Regions from separate parts of the Zea mays genome. Here region 1 is linked to region 2. The links are chromatin contacts, called in public Hi-C maps. All regions are on one chromosome and are shown on one strand. Each heading gives the region's core, a stretch centred on a gene start, on an enhancer-like site or on the middle of the called end of the contact. The rest is flanking DNA. Distances are from core to core; before and after follow the strand shown.

Evidence for each region. A called contact is a pair of places that touch in the nucleus more often than the background predicts.
Region 1: a Hi-C map of ear shows a contact between it and region 2, with 2.8 times the contacts expected there. The contact joins the promoter of LOC103626534 here to the promoter of LOC100281330 in region 2. A contact is called at or near these places in 2 of 25 Hi-C or Micro-C datasets (ear and tassel).

Annotation. Positions count from the first base shown.
Region 1 is chr5:72,633,578-72,640,603 of Zm-B73-REFERENCE-NAM-5.0, reverse strand. It overlaps LOC103626534, which reads left to right and starts at 4,861. Exons shown (of 2, transcript XM_008646954.2): 1 at 4,861-5,258; 2 at 5,407-5,785. The coding sequence starts at 4,973. The coding sequence ends at 5,495. LOC100191747 reads left to right here. Exons shown (of 13, transcript NM_001360244.1): 7 at 149-242; 8 at 359-430; 9 at 545-603; 10 at 755-823; 11 at 966-1,017; 12 at 1,525-1,602; 13 at 1,685-2,066. The coding sequence ends at 1,762.
Region 2 is chr5:72,084,964-72,092,750 of Zm-B73-REFERENCE-NAM-5.0, reverse strand. LOC100281330 (serine/threonine-protein kinase Cx32) reads right to left here and starts at 1,266. Exons shown (of 6, transcript NM_001411582.1): 1 at 1,066-1,266; 2 at 223-605. The coding sequence starts at 1,132. It overlaps LOC100278523, which reads right to left. Exons shown (of 7, transcript NM_001151769.1): 4 at 4,056-4,156; 5 at 3,647-3,705; 6 at 3,300-3,355; 7 at 3,170-3,297. The coding sequence ends at 3,227. It also overlaps the pseudogene LOC115772136.

The DNA of each region.
Region 1 (7,026 bases), core at 3,612-6,111, 540 kb before region 2:
ATCCCATCCATTTACATAGCCAACATATCTTGGCATGAGTGCCCAATTTTCCATGGAATTGGAAACTCATGTGGAGCTTGTGATATGATGAAGTTGGACAGGCGTCCCTGATAAGTATTCCTCATTTTTTTTACTTCCCATTTGACAGGGTAAAATTAATCATCGAAGAGATAGAGAAGGAAGAGGCACATCTCCTGGAGGACCTTGCTTCAATGGACAGAAAATTTGCTGAACATTATAATGTATGTTTGTATGCCTTTACTAATGCCTATTTTTTCAGAGGTGCACTGACTTTACCTTGGCACAAATTCTTTCTCGCACCTCTAAGTAATTAGCTATGGTTCTGAAAATTCCAAAGGTCTTGGAGCAAATTCTTGCTGTGCTTATACAGTTTGTTAAAGACAAGAAATTGGAGCATCAGCACCAATTTGTAAGCATTCTCATATTCTGTTCTCTGGTTGAACTTCTTCAAAGTAAACATGTCACATTTTCATACTGTTAGTATTATTAGTCGAAGTGTTTAACATGTCTCATTGTCTAACAGGATGATCTGAAGAAGACCTGGCTTATCAAAAGGTGTCGGACAATGAATGCTAAACTAAGGTTGGTACTCGCAACAGTGATCATATTATAAGTGTACAACAGTTGTTACTCTATACAACAGTTCTCTCTCTATATATTTTGAATTCCCTGTGCTAAGGGATTTGAAGATTAGGTTAACTATATATATATATATATATTACTTTGATTCCAGCTATCTGGAGCATCATCTATTGCGTGACACTTACACCAAGGACACAGTACCAGCACTGCACAGGATCAGGTATAGTTAAGGCAATCGATCTTGTAGTGGATATACTTTTTTAGTCATGTTGCACTTGTTATTCATAAGATGGATTTGATTTGTTAGGTGCCTTTGGTTTTCAGCGAAGGACCTTCTTGTAACATATTAACTGCTTTTGCAGGAAGTATCTTGTAGAGGCCACAAAAGAAGCATCCAATTCTTATAATGAAGCGGTAAGATACATGATTTTGCTTCTTGAAATATTTCCAATGTCTGGTTGTATGAACAGCCAAGAAAAAGCTCTCAAATTGGTGGCTACAACTCACGAAGAGTAGAACTGTACAAATCTTAAGAGCCAATGCCTAGCAGCTACTTTTTAGTGAAAAAACAACTAACTGATACCTTGAGGCTGTATGAAGTAGTTAGCATCAAGTTATAATTAATCATTTATGACTAAGCAAAGTCCTGCTTAGGAAGGTTAAATGTGCAAACATGTGACAACCTATGATTTTAATGTTAACCTGCTGCAGTAGGCAATTTAACCTGATGTAGAGTTTATTCCAGTTGCATAAACAATAACCAGACATATGGTATTCTGTATTTTTTCATTTTTAACTACATGTCTGGAGAAAGAACGGTGCCATACTGCCATCTCAAGGAATATTCCGTCTGAAAAGAACTCATGGAACCCAATGTTCCGCCAGCTAACTGTTTGCTCTGATGATTGTTCTTGGTGTCAGGTTTCGCGGTTGCGTGAGTACCAGGGTGTAGATCCACGGTTCGATGTGATTGCGAGGCAGTACCACGAGATTGTAAAGGTAATCTGGCTCAGTGTTGCTGCCACTAGTTTACCGTATGTTTTTACTTGCTAAGTTGCTAACCCTGGTCGAGCTTCATCAGAAACTGGAGGGCATGCAGTGGACAATTCACCAGGTGGAGATGGACCTGAAACCTCACCATGACCACGCAGCTGTTTAAGTCCACATCTGTTGGAGGCCATGTTTATTACCTGAATGCAGCGGGTGCGAGTTAGGGGGGTTGCAGTGGATTTGATTTGAGTCAGAGGGTTTCTGTTTGTGCATGTTTTTTTTTGTGTATATCCATGTTGGATAATAGCACCATCAATGCTTGCTTAGTTATACGGTCATGTATTCGGTTTGTTTGATGACGAGAAACACTAGAAGAGAGCGAGACATGGAAAACACCAGAACAATTATCATTGTACTACGCATCCACTGCCATGTCATACAAAACAAGGCAAGTCTAGATGACTTTTATTAGGAATCCTAATGGCTATAATGGAACGTAGTAGCCGAGAAGAAGGCTTCGTCCGGAGGCATCTGTTTTGCCAGGAAGTGATTACCTGCTCAAGTGTCATTATATTTCTATTATAACATTTCTAAACTAGTGATGATAATAAATAAGGTCGAAGCAAGTACATTATGCTAAACAACAACGGAGATGTTAAGCCAGGTTACTATAGCAATTACGTCTGGCTAATTTACTAGCAATGATAATGTACATGGTAATTTCCATATACAAACGTATTCAAGCATTTCTAAAACTACAGCTAGAGGCCTGCACACTTATATATACAGATATAAAAGGTGCAGAAGATGGATGCATCTGATAGACATCCATCACACATACACATCTTAGTTTCCAGTACAATCAAGATGGTGAGGACAAATGTAACAATGAAGATGCAGAAGAAGATCCTAGTTCTGCTAATGCTCATCATCCTTGCTGCCTCTCGTAAGTCGCTCATTCTATCATACCTGCAGCCTGCAGGGTCCCTGTAAAAACTGTTTATGTAGCCATTAACAAATGGATGATATGGACATGTTGCAGAGGAGGTAGAGGTGGGCGCCGAGGATTCATGCGTTCAAGGGAATCCATTCCCAAAGTGCTTCGTAAGCTGCTTGCGTCCAGGTGCTTGTGACAACTGTTGCAAGGATAGGGGCTACACCAGTGGCAAGTGCGTGCTACTTGGCTGCATTTGCTGCAAATAAAGACGTGGGGTTTTAGTTTCCATGCACAGCATGAAAAGAAAAAAAAATAGTGTAAGATTTAATAATCGAGCTTCATGACGGGATGGATCTGAATAAAACGATAGATTTTTGGTTCCTTTTGTTCTTCTGAGGCTCAATCGACATATCAACCAGCTAGCAAACTAATTAACTTACTTGTCGAGGGTCGACCAGATCTCATGAATTGTATCGCGGTGACCAACCATGCTCAAACTTAGAAAGCGAGAGATGGGAGAAAAAAAAAGCATTTCTGGCCTCTCGTTGTTTGCATCACGATGGTCATCCTGATTCTAACAAATCCGATCAACAAGGAGCATGTAATAACAAGTTTCCAAACAAATTTCTCAGAATCGTGAGCTTATGTTGTGAAGCTCATCAAAGAACGGTAACATATGTGTATGTGTAATTTGTCTCATCAAAGAACGGTAACACCATGTTCCATGTCGTCTCCGCGGATCACAAAATGGTTAAGATTGATTGACCCTTAACCCGCTTTTATAAGACCAATTGAAGGACCGAACCAGGCGACCAGAGACGAGGCCGGGCTAAAATGGGAGCTAACAAATTTTTTTTTTGATTTAGGCAATATTGGCTTCCTTTCTAAAACTTCATCCAATCCGACACATGTCTACCACACACTCACGCTCTGAACACCAATTAAGGACATGTACTGCACCTATGTACCATGTTTGTTGCAGCGTCTCTTACAAGACAGACAAAGAGAGAACCTCGTCTTTCTGGATCTATATGCATGTACCAAATCTTTTCGCATCAATTATTGCCATCAGAATGTTTATGCACCAAAGCAATTCGAGGTGTACTACACACAAATAAATCCATGTGCATGTATATACACTACTAGCTAGTATAGTACACCCAGACAAGGAAACCGAGACTCGCAAGACCAAAACATCGCTGCAGACTGCAGTAGCATATACATAAAATTAGCTAGCTCTGCGTGCATGTTCCAGCAACGTAATTAAGCTTGCACTTGCGCACACGCTGCTAGCATTCTTCTTTCGTGCACGGATGCCGTGCAGCCCTTTAACACACCCTGGTCCAGTCCGCTCAAAGTCCACCATCGCCAGGGCTGGACGTTCAAACGCTCGCAACGGTCTATTAAGACGGGCACCTCGCTCTGAAAAACTAGACTGAGAGAGAAGAGAAGTCCGTCCTTATAAGAGCACCACGGGTCCACATACCCCTTGGCTTGGCGAGATGGTACTAACCCAGGGCGTACATATCGGTCCCTCACATCACACCCCCATAAGATGGGAAAAAATTGCTATTTTGTCACATTCCACCTCTTTGCTATTATGTCACCTTATGTCTATGACTTTTATGATCATTTGTGTCTATAATTTGTGGCCTGATGGTAAAATAGAGAAACCTAAACTGAGAGTGACAAAATAGCAAATAGCCCAATAAAAGGTCCAAAGCTCTCCCAGACAATAACGACAATGTGGGCTCCGATACCAATTGTAACGCACCCCTGGGGCAGTCCGCCTAAAGTTCACCGTCGCCTGTGTCGGACGTTCATACGCTCGCAGCAGCCTATTCAGACGGACACCTCGCTCTCAAAACCTAGGCTGTGAGAGAAGGATTATAAGGGCACCCTGACCCCCTTGGTTAAACGAAGTAGTACTAACATAGTACGTGCATACCGGTTCCTCACAAGCTCGACATTTTTCACATAGACATACAAGCAAGCAATTTTCATCCATCCTCCCCGACATTTCTCACATAGACATACAAGCAAGCAGGTTTCATCCATCCTCTAAGTTTGATCTACTGATCTTGGCGCAAACTTGTGGTTCTGGACTCTGGAGATGGTGTCAAAAAAAATGATACCAACCAACAGCTACATACTTCCGGTTCTGGAGATGCACACAAATTCAGTTTACCTGGCGCAAACTTGTGCAGGAATTCATCCGCTAGCTCAGCTAAACACACACACGCGCGCGCGCACGGGAGAGGAGAATCACACACGTCTCATCAGCTCAGTCTCAGGCTCTCCGCCTAGCGCCTATATATACGCACGCGCACACGACCGAAGGGTGATCGACAAGCAGCAAAAACACAGGCTACCTCGATCTCTAGCTATAGCTACCAGTGTCTTCTTCAGTTCCTTGAGAGGAGGAGAGAACCCAAGAATATAATGGAGGGGAAGAAGAGCAGCCTCGCCTGCTGCTGCCTGCTCATGTTCCTGCTGCTGTCAGCGCAGCAGCAGCAGGTGGCGGGCCTGTCCAAGTTCTGCCGCTGCTACCGGAACTGCTACACCGACTGCAGGAAGTCCACGGGCCGCTACCCCTGCAACGCCAACTGCTTTCAGGACTGCATCAACGGGATGCTGCCGCCGGCTCCGGCGGAGGTCGTCGTCCCCGCCGACTGCCGCGACATCTGCCTCATGGGCTTCTGCGGCTCCATGGAGATCGCCGGTGACGGTGAGGCCAGCTAGCTAGCTAACTTCTGGACAATAATCTGATAGACAGGCATATATGCATGCATGCATACTTCAGTTCGATAGTATAACCTTTCGATCATAGATGAATGAAATCTGACTGCTTCCTGTGAATTAATGTTGTATTTCAGCCGTGGCTGGGGATGCCGAGGCGTGTGTGGCTGACTGCACCAAGAACCTCGGTGCCTTTGCACCAAGTGCAGCCAAGACGATCAACTGAAGCATGCATTAGGGCCCGTTCGCTTGTACAGGATTAAACCGGAATTCGTTCCAGCTCATCAAAATCTATATAAATTAAAGAAGTAATCCGGTTAGGAATTAATTCGAAGCTCCAATCCCTAAAAACCGAATAGGGCCTTATGCATCTGAGAGAGTGGCTTGAGATCGAGTTGAGAGCAACAGATAGAGTTCCATCAGTGTAATGCAATAATTGGATGTTTAAGCGATCCTATATATAATGTACTCCCTCCGTTCCAATTTATAATTAATTTGCGCTAAGTTTTACCGGCTCGTCTTATTAAAAAAATATTTATTATTATTTTTTTAGTTGATACTCAATCTATACTACTCTATTAAGAAACTAATGTGGATACTTGGTGCTACCACAGCTTCACCCTCCGTGTTGACATTCTGGGACCGCCCCACGCGCCCCACCTCAGCGCCGTGCTCTGTAGGCCCCACGCCCAACGCTCTCTCAGCTACTGCCCTGTGGACCCCCATGTCCGCACAGCTAGCTACTGCGCATGTGTCACACCCGGATTTTAGGGGTCCAAAACCCGGGCGCAAACATAATCACCAGGTGTGCTGGGACCAAGTCTCACACATATAATGAATCATGGCACAGGATCGAATGTCACATCTTTACTATATAACAGGAGTTCTATACAAAATAAATAAATAATTACATCATATGAGGAAACGATCCAGCAACCCAAAGTTGACTGCGAGACGACGACCTAGACCTCTCACGAACACATCGCAGCATCCTCCACGCGCCTCATCCTGCGGTACCTGTTCTTGACCTGTGGGGGGGGTGTGAGACAGCAAGAGTGAGCTCACATACGTTCATCGCTCAACAAGTTGTGGGGAATAATGTGCATGAACTCGCCAAAGATGGGAGCTCACGTGAAGTGTAAGGCTTACCAAAGAGGATGGCTGAAGCTGAGCATTGCTTTTAAAGTTGGTCAAAATTTTATTAGCCATTACTAAGTATAAGTAAATACCAACCCAATTAAATAGTAGAACAGAAGTAACAACATCACCTGCGATGCAATGCATATGACAAATTGAATTTAAGTTCCATAGATTAATCATGTGAGTGTCCGAGCCGCTCATGACCGTGAGCACGGCTAGTATACCAGTTTTACACTCTGCATAGGTGGCACATCTTTACCCACAAGTCATGTTACCCATCTGCCAAGGGATCGCGACTTCCCATACACCTCTACCGAGGAGGCGAGGCAGGGTAACACTACGAGGCCTTTACAAAGTTCCACTAGCTTCAGAAAACCCGCTACAGTTTATAGGAAGCTCCAATGCAGGAATCCCTTGCAGGACCGCCATCGCAGCAAAATCCTCCCGAGGGCCTCCCTACACTGACCACTCCCCTACTGCCCTTGCCCCTTTCAGGTAAGGTAGTCTTCCACTAGCTTTCCTAATTAATCGGCCAAGGGCGTCCCATTAAACCCTTGTGGTAGCACTGTTTTCCCGGGTGGTTCTCCATGTTCCAATTAACATAATGATCTTATCAT
Region 2 (7,787 bases), core at 17-2,516:
CTATTTAATAAGGTTATGTTTGGAATCAAACCAGTTTTTAAGAAACCAGTTTTTATTTTTTAGTTAGAAGAGGCTAGCTTCTTGGTTTTTAAGAAACTGTGAATCCAATTTCTATAAACTAAGGTATAAACTGGTATGTTTGGAATTAAAAACTAGGTGGTTCTAAATATGCCCTAAGTAAAATATATAGTAGCAAAAAAGGAGGGGCAAGATTTCGGTTACCTGCCATTCCTCGTACCCCTGCATGCTCTCCGAGTTGAGCTTCTTGACGGCAACAACCATGCCGGTGCCGTTCCTGGTCGGGGTCATGGTCTTCTCGTCCACCCACCCTTTGTAGACTGTCCCGAACCCGCCTTCGCCGAGGACGCTGTCGAGCCTGAAGTTCTTGGTGGCCGTCTTGAGCTCCATGAATGTGAAGGTACGGAGGTTGGGCGCCTCCAGGATCTGGCCTCCGTCGGGGTACTTGGCCCCCTCGTCGAATCCGCCGCTGGTGCTGCGGCTGCCGGCGGACGCCATGAAGCTGCTGCCCACGGAGGAGAGCTTCCCCGTGGTGCTCTGACTGGTGGTGGTTATGCTGCCGCTCGTCTTGGAGGTCATTGTCGTCCCTGCATCGCACGATTCGCAAGTGTGGTTACTGGTCACTGATTAGGGGGGATTCGTGAAGGACATGGAGAATTCGGAAAAAAAAGAAAAAGCTTAGCCTTTTCCCACCCTTCCAGAATAAAAACTGCGAATTTCTGATAAATAAGAGTGCCGTTTTATCACAAATCCCGTCTCTACTACCATGATTGACACAGGAACAAGAAATCTTAATCTAGGATCCTAAACAAAGCTTGTATCTTCACTTCAGCCAGGGGAGCTGCAGCTGCAGGATGAAGCTTCTAAGGAACAAATTGAGCAGAAGCCAGGATTTTTTTTCCCCGAACAGGATAGGCCGCCCCAGCCTCAGGATCCATGAATTGGATGGATCACATGAAAAACAGCTACAGGGGAAAGGAGAAGACGACGACGAACGGGAAAACAAAGCAAAGCAAAGCGGGTTCTTGATTGACGAAGGGCCCTCACCTGGGCTAGACGGCCTGAAATCCTCGGCGACCCTGTCCTTCCCGCAGCCGCCGCAGATGTTCCCCATCCCGGGTTCTCTCTAGGTTCTCTCTCTACAGGAGGAGGAAGTCGGGAAGAGCCCAGAACAAAGCGTAGGAGAGGGAGATGGCGAAGTCAAGGAGAGGGGGATATAAGTATGCGCGGAGACTGACTGACGAAGGGAGTGCAGCTGACCGAGAAAGGAGAGAAGAAACGGAGCGCCCCGTTTCAGTTGCCTTGCCTGCCTGCCTGCCTGCATGTGGCTGGCCTACCCTAGACCGGCGGGACCGCGGGACGGAGCCCAGTTTCAGCTGTCCTTTTTCTCTCCTCCTCCTCCTCCCTCACAAAGAGTCAGACTCACACAAACTGCAAACTACTCGGTTTGCTTTCCATGGATTCTTCGTCAATCTTCCCCTCCAGCTGCGGCAGCGTGTAAAAGCATGCCTCAAATATCCCTTTTTCTCAATCTGGGCACTTTATCTGCTGCATTTACCTCTTGAATGCCAATTTGGTTTCAGTTTAGCAGTAGAAAAAATGCGCTTTTTAACAAGTAAAGAGTGGTGCCGTAAGTTCAGGTTATGCTGTCAACTGTATGTTACTTCCTTCTTTCTGACAGAGAAAGCAAATGCCATGACTTCGTTGGGATGCATGTAGCACGTAGCTTAGACCGGGTCCAACCCACCCAACAAAGAGCCAGAGCCAGCCAATGGTGTGTTTGACCAGCCACGCTAAGATCCTGTGTGTATCCTCTTGATTAATTATTTGCTAGTAGCTAACAATTAGCCGACAAATAATCAACTAGCAACAATCTTTTTTTTCTTTATAGATCTATTACTAAGGTCAAATGGCTAATGAAGGAACAATTTGTCGGGTCTCTGGCTAACAATTAGTCAGTTTATTAGCCAGCATACTTAAAGGCCAAGGTGTTAAAAATAGCCGGTAAATTGTTTGAGGATCCAAACATGCCCTAAGTCTCTAACCTTTCACGAAATTGTAGTAGATGTTTTGGCAATCCCATCCAAAAGCAGACAGACTCTGAGGGCACGCACCGAGTCACGCATGAGATCTTCAGAGGTTTTGACAATATTGGCATGGCAAGTAGTACAGGTGCTGGACTGTGTCAAACAAAACCATCTCTGTACTGTACTTTTTGATGTTTTTTTTTTAATTTCTCTCGTGTCAGGCTATGGAGCATCGCCATTTCGATTGGTTCTTGAGTGCGAGTATAGACAGATCTAAAACCATGCATGTTTGCATCATGAACCGGCCCCAGCCCCAGCCCCGCCCCCAGGTGTCCATCCAGTCAATACCATCTCTCTTTTCCTTGGAGATGTGTTCACACGTTCTAGAAAAAAAGGGATGTGTCGTTGTAGACTTGTGTTGTGCGTACTGCATTTGACTTGATTTTAGTCTGAGGATTTCAGGGATTTTAAACTGCATTTGACTTTATTCAAATAAAACCATCTCTCTCTCTCTCTCTCTCTCTCTCTCTCTCTCTCTCTCTCTCTCTCTCTCTCTCTCTCTCTCTCTCTCTCTCTCTCTCTCTCTCTCTCTCTCTCTCTCTCTCTCTCTCTCTCTCTCTCTCTCTCTCTCTCTCTCTCTCTCTCTCTCTCTCTCTCTCTCTCTCTCTCTCTCTCTCTCTCTCTGTCTGTCTTACCCTTCTCTGTCTGAGGCAGATGTTGGCGGTAATTTTGGAATGGAATTTCCAAGGGAATTTATTTAAAAATAAAGAAAGAAAGAAAGATTCAGCTGCAAGTTAGTAGAAGTTGAGTGCATACATGACACAAAACGCAAGCGAGCATCGCTTCACCTGCTGCCTGCCTGAGACTTGCCGGTTGAAGTCAGATGTGTGACTTCAGACTCATGGTATAAACTACAAAATAATTACGCTTCGTTTTTTTCGTCAACTCATGGTATATTGTATGTACTAGTGTATGGCGCGCGGCCAGCCGCGCGTGACCACATCTGGTTGTTGTACCCAGGTATGAAAACAAATTTGAACAGAATATAAGTATAGAATGCGCAGGCACAGAACCAAATATAAGCATATAACATTGTTTTTCTCTAATAGTTGATATCAGTTGTAGAGTTAATTTAGACTACAATAAAAAATATATAGTAAGTAGCATTCAACCACCGTACATCAAGACCTAGCAACAGTGTGCTTGCAGGTGTTAAGTCCATATGTATAGATCCACAAATAGGCTAAAAGCTGAAGCATTCATGGTCCAAAAGTGATGGTGATCCTGATAGGTGCACAAAAAGCAAATACCTGTGTACAAGAGAGAGAAAAATATTAGATCTGTTGAAAGTCCCCCCATAGTTTGCTGATGTGTTTTGGGTAAAAGGGTGAGTGGAATATATTGTGTTGACTGTGTATAAAGATAGATATTTGTTGTGTATGACTAAGGATCGCACATGGTGTTATACCTTCATTGAGCTGATCTAGGAGCTTTTCTTTCTGGGATAATTGTTGTATTATCGTGGAAAATAATATCTACCATTTAAAATGAGGTTGTAGTTGTTATTGCTATTATGTCCAACAATCTTTTGTAATACATACCTTTTCGGTGGTGATGATAAATCTTGCTTGTTGAGTTCACTTGTACGTTGGTCATCACCCTATGGTTAAATGCATAAAATCTGTGAATCTAGTTTGCTATGACAAAGTGGAAGTCCATTTTGTCTTCATTTATTTATTTATTTATTTTATAAACTAAAAATTTGTTGCTAGTGAGTTTTGTCTGTATTAATTTATATTTGTGGTATTAGAATGCAATAGATACATAACTATGTGAGTGTATGGAAGTTTAGAATTTAGTAGTACTAAAGGTATCTTTATGTACTGTAGCATATCTAAATATGTTAGAACGCATAGCGCCAGTTGAATAGACTTTATCAAGTTATATGCATGAAAAAAATAAGATGTTTCTAATAGGTTGTACATGGCAAGAAAACAAGAAGTTTCGTACCTCGTTTCTTTCGTTGCTACAGGTAGATAGTTTCGCCAAAGATGTTGTTGGAGAGTTTTGTGTGACCGGAAGGCTAGGTACTTCATCTTGTGTATACAACTCTTCAGGATGGTTAGACATGTTAGATGGCATGAAGGCATGTCTTACATGATTTGTCAAAATAGACAGAATAGAGAAGACTGTTTGTGATAGAGTAGGCTGGCATATTGATGGCAACTGCAAGGGTAAATTTCAGTCACATAACATCGGCTAGGTCTGCTAGGGGACCTTGAGAAGTTGTAACTGCTGTAACAAGGTTGTTACAAGGTTTTCCTACTATTTTTCTGGCTATGCTATCAAAACAAAAGAACTCTGCTTCACATGTTCCATCAGTGACAATGAAACTAAGCTTGTACCTGTCATTTGGAATTGTCAGTGCTTTGAAGCATTAATTAAGTATGTAGCAAAGATAAGGCTTTGTCAAGCTGAAAGCAATGGTGATAAACCAAGTGTAACTGTAATCATTGCAACGAAGAACGTGTTGAATTAAGTAGCACCGTGAAGGAAGAACAAATTGGAGTAAGTGTTAATTGCCTCACCCATGGAAGCTGATTAGAGATATTAGCTCTGGTGCTTAGCTGAAATTCAGTTATTTGGGTCACATAAAGGACCTAACACGCGGGCATGTTCATTTTGCTTCTCACACATTTCGTCGAACAAGCGGCTTGCATCGCTTAGGGAGCTGCTGTCATGACGCCCTGTAGTCGGGCGCATTACAAATCCTTTGTGAAAGGGAAATAGGCTTTAAACCTTTTCCTAAATGATTTTCGTGGTTGAATGACCAACACAACTAATTGAACTAACTAGTTTGTTCTAGATCATATATTCTACAGGTGTCAAAGATTCAACATAAAACCAATAAAAAGAACAAGACAAGGGTCAAAAGAAAGGAGCAAAAAGAAACCGAAGTGCTCCCTGGTCGGGCGCACCGGACTGTCCGGTGTGCCACCGGACAGTGTCCGGTGCACCACCGGACAGTGTCCGGTGCACCAGGGAAGATTGCCTTCAAACTCTTCGCCTTCGGGTTTCTCAGGCGCAGCCCACTATAATTCACCGGACTGTCCGGTGTACACCGGACAGTGTCCGGTGCTCCAACGGAACACGGCAACTCGGCAGCCTCGGGATTTCACGAAGACTGCTCCGCTATAATTCACCGGACATGTCCGGTGTGCACCGGACTGTCCGGTGCAACCTCGGAGCAACGGCTACTTCGCGCCAACGGTCGACTCTGACAGTGAACAGTACACGCGGCAGAAGTCAGAGCAGAGGATCAGAGAGGCACCGGACTGTCCGGTGTGCACCGGACTGTCCGGTGCCAAATGAGGACAAAAGCCTACAACGGTCGACCAGCTCCAACCCCAACGGATAGGATGACGTGGCTGGGGCACCGGACATGTCCGGTGTGCACCGGACTGTCCGGTGCACCCATCGCCAGCAGACTTCATCAACGGCTAGTTTTTGGATGGTGGCTATAAATACCACCCCAACCGGCCACTTCAAAGTGTGGGAGTCCAAGCAACATTCCAAGTCATCTAGTTGACATACTCAAGCCCTCCCAACCACATATATTCATTGATCCATCCTATACACAAGATTTAGTCCACTACAACCAACACAAGTGCCACAAAAGAGAGAGCAAGCAATTGAGAGCTACTCGATTGAGTTTAGCCCTAGTGCCTTGTGAGTTTCATCGAGAGATAGTGTGTGCTTCATCTTTGTGTTCATTTGCGCGTGGAGTTTTGACTCCCATTCAAACTTCCTCCAAAGTGTTGGAGGCTTGTAAAAGCTAGCAAGAGACACCAAAGATTGTGGTGGTCCTTGTGGGATCAAGAGTGATCCTTGAGAAGAAGAAGAGCTCGCCGATCCTTGTGTGATCGGGAGAGAGGGAAAGGGTTGAAAAAGACCCGTCCTTAAGTGGACTCCTCAACGGGGACTAGGCCTTCGAGGGCCGAACCTCGGTAAAACAAATCACCCGTGTTCATTGTGCTTTTGCTTGTGATTTGTTTGCTTTCCCTTACTCTAAGTTTCTCTTGCACCATTCTTTGCTAATATCATTTGGTGTTGCTTCAAGTTAAATTCCCATTTAGTGAAGCAACACGTTGCAAGAAAGAACTTGTCCTAGTGCTCTTCTCATCTAAGGCTTCTTGCTTTGTTATTCTATAACTTACTAATTGTATTGATTTATCACCTCCGCATTATTTAGCAATACTCTTTTCAAGCAAGAACTTAGTTTCTATTCTACGATATTTATATATCTTGTTCTAACCACTAATCAAGGGATCTAGTTGGGGGATAAAGTTTTAATTTTCAGGTTCCGCCTATTCACCCCCCCCCCCCCCCTCTAGGCGACTTTCAATTGGTATCAGAGCTAGGCACTTCTTCTTGAGTCTAACAACTCGAAGTGATGGCTCGTAGAAGATCCCAAAAGAACAAGAAGACCCATGAGAACCCAACTCGGAAGGAGGTAACTCTTGAGATTTTATTTGACGATTGTTCTAACTATGATTCATGGTCATCTAGTGTGATAAATGCTTTTAGAACCATAGATCCTCGATTAGAACAAATTATAGACAAGAGTATTTTTCCCTCTAATTTCAATGGAGAAATTAATTCCGAGGAGGATCAAAGATGTTATCGCTTAAACTATCTAGCTTTTGACATCTTAACTAATTCTCTTAGCAAAGAAGATTATCATGCCTTCATATCAAACTATGACGAATCCGTCCATGATGCGCATGATATTTGGACTAGAATTAGAAGCAAATTTGATGAGTCCAAACATGATAGTTCATTTTGTGTCTCTACTTCCTTTGGTATTTGTGATACTAACCCTTGCAAGGAAGAAGAAGAGAATGAACGATGGAGACCAAACGATGAATCCACCTCTCCAAAAGGTTTGTCTTCCCATTTCGATTCCCACATGTGTTGTGTGGCTAATGAAAATGATAGCGGAAGCACAAATGAGGGTGAGGAGGAAGAAAGAAGCTTTGTGCATCTCTACGCTCGCCTAAGCCAAGAAGATAAGGCGGTCATGCTCAAACTTCTAGAAAGAGCGAGAGAGCAAAGCGAAGCTCGTCAAAGGCTAGAAGATATTCTCTCCATAAAGATGCAACACTTTGACGAGTTGACTAAAGAACATGAGGAGCTAAAGTGCTCTCATGTTGATTTGGTTCAAAGGTATGAAACTATTTCAATTGAGCAAGATAACGCTTTACATTGTATCGCTCAATTAGTAAATAGGAATACCTTGCTTAAGGACCAAGTAGAAAAGCTAAAAGTTGAAAATCTAGCTTTTCAAGATAAATATGATATGCTTCTATGTTCTCATGAAAATCTTATGGATGATCATATCATATTAAACATTGCTCATGAGGTTGTGATAGAGAACTTAAAATCCCAACAACCTCATTCATGCACATGTATTCAAATTGATACTATATTACCTTGTGCTAATGCTTGTTGTTTGTCAACAAGCAAATCTTCCTTTGAGCTAGAATTTGCAGGAACAAATGATGATTCATATCAAAAGCTCAAAGAAGAAAATGAGAGGCTAAAGAAGAGCTTGACACAACTAAAAGGGAAATGCATTGCCCAACCTTCTCAAGATAACTGTGATCACATGGTGAAGAAGCTTGAGACGGGAACAACTGTGGCATGTACTACATCCCTTGAAGAAAATGTCAAGGATTTGAG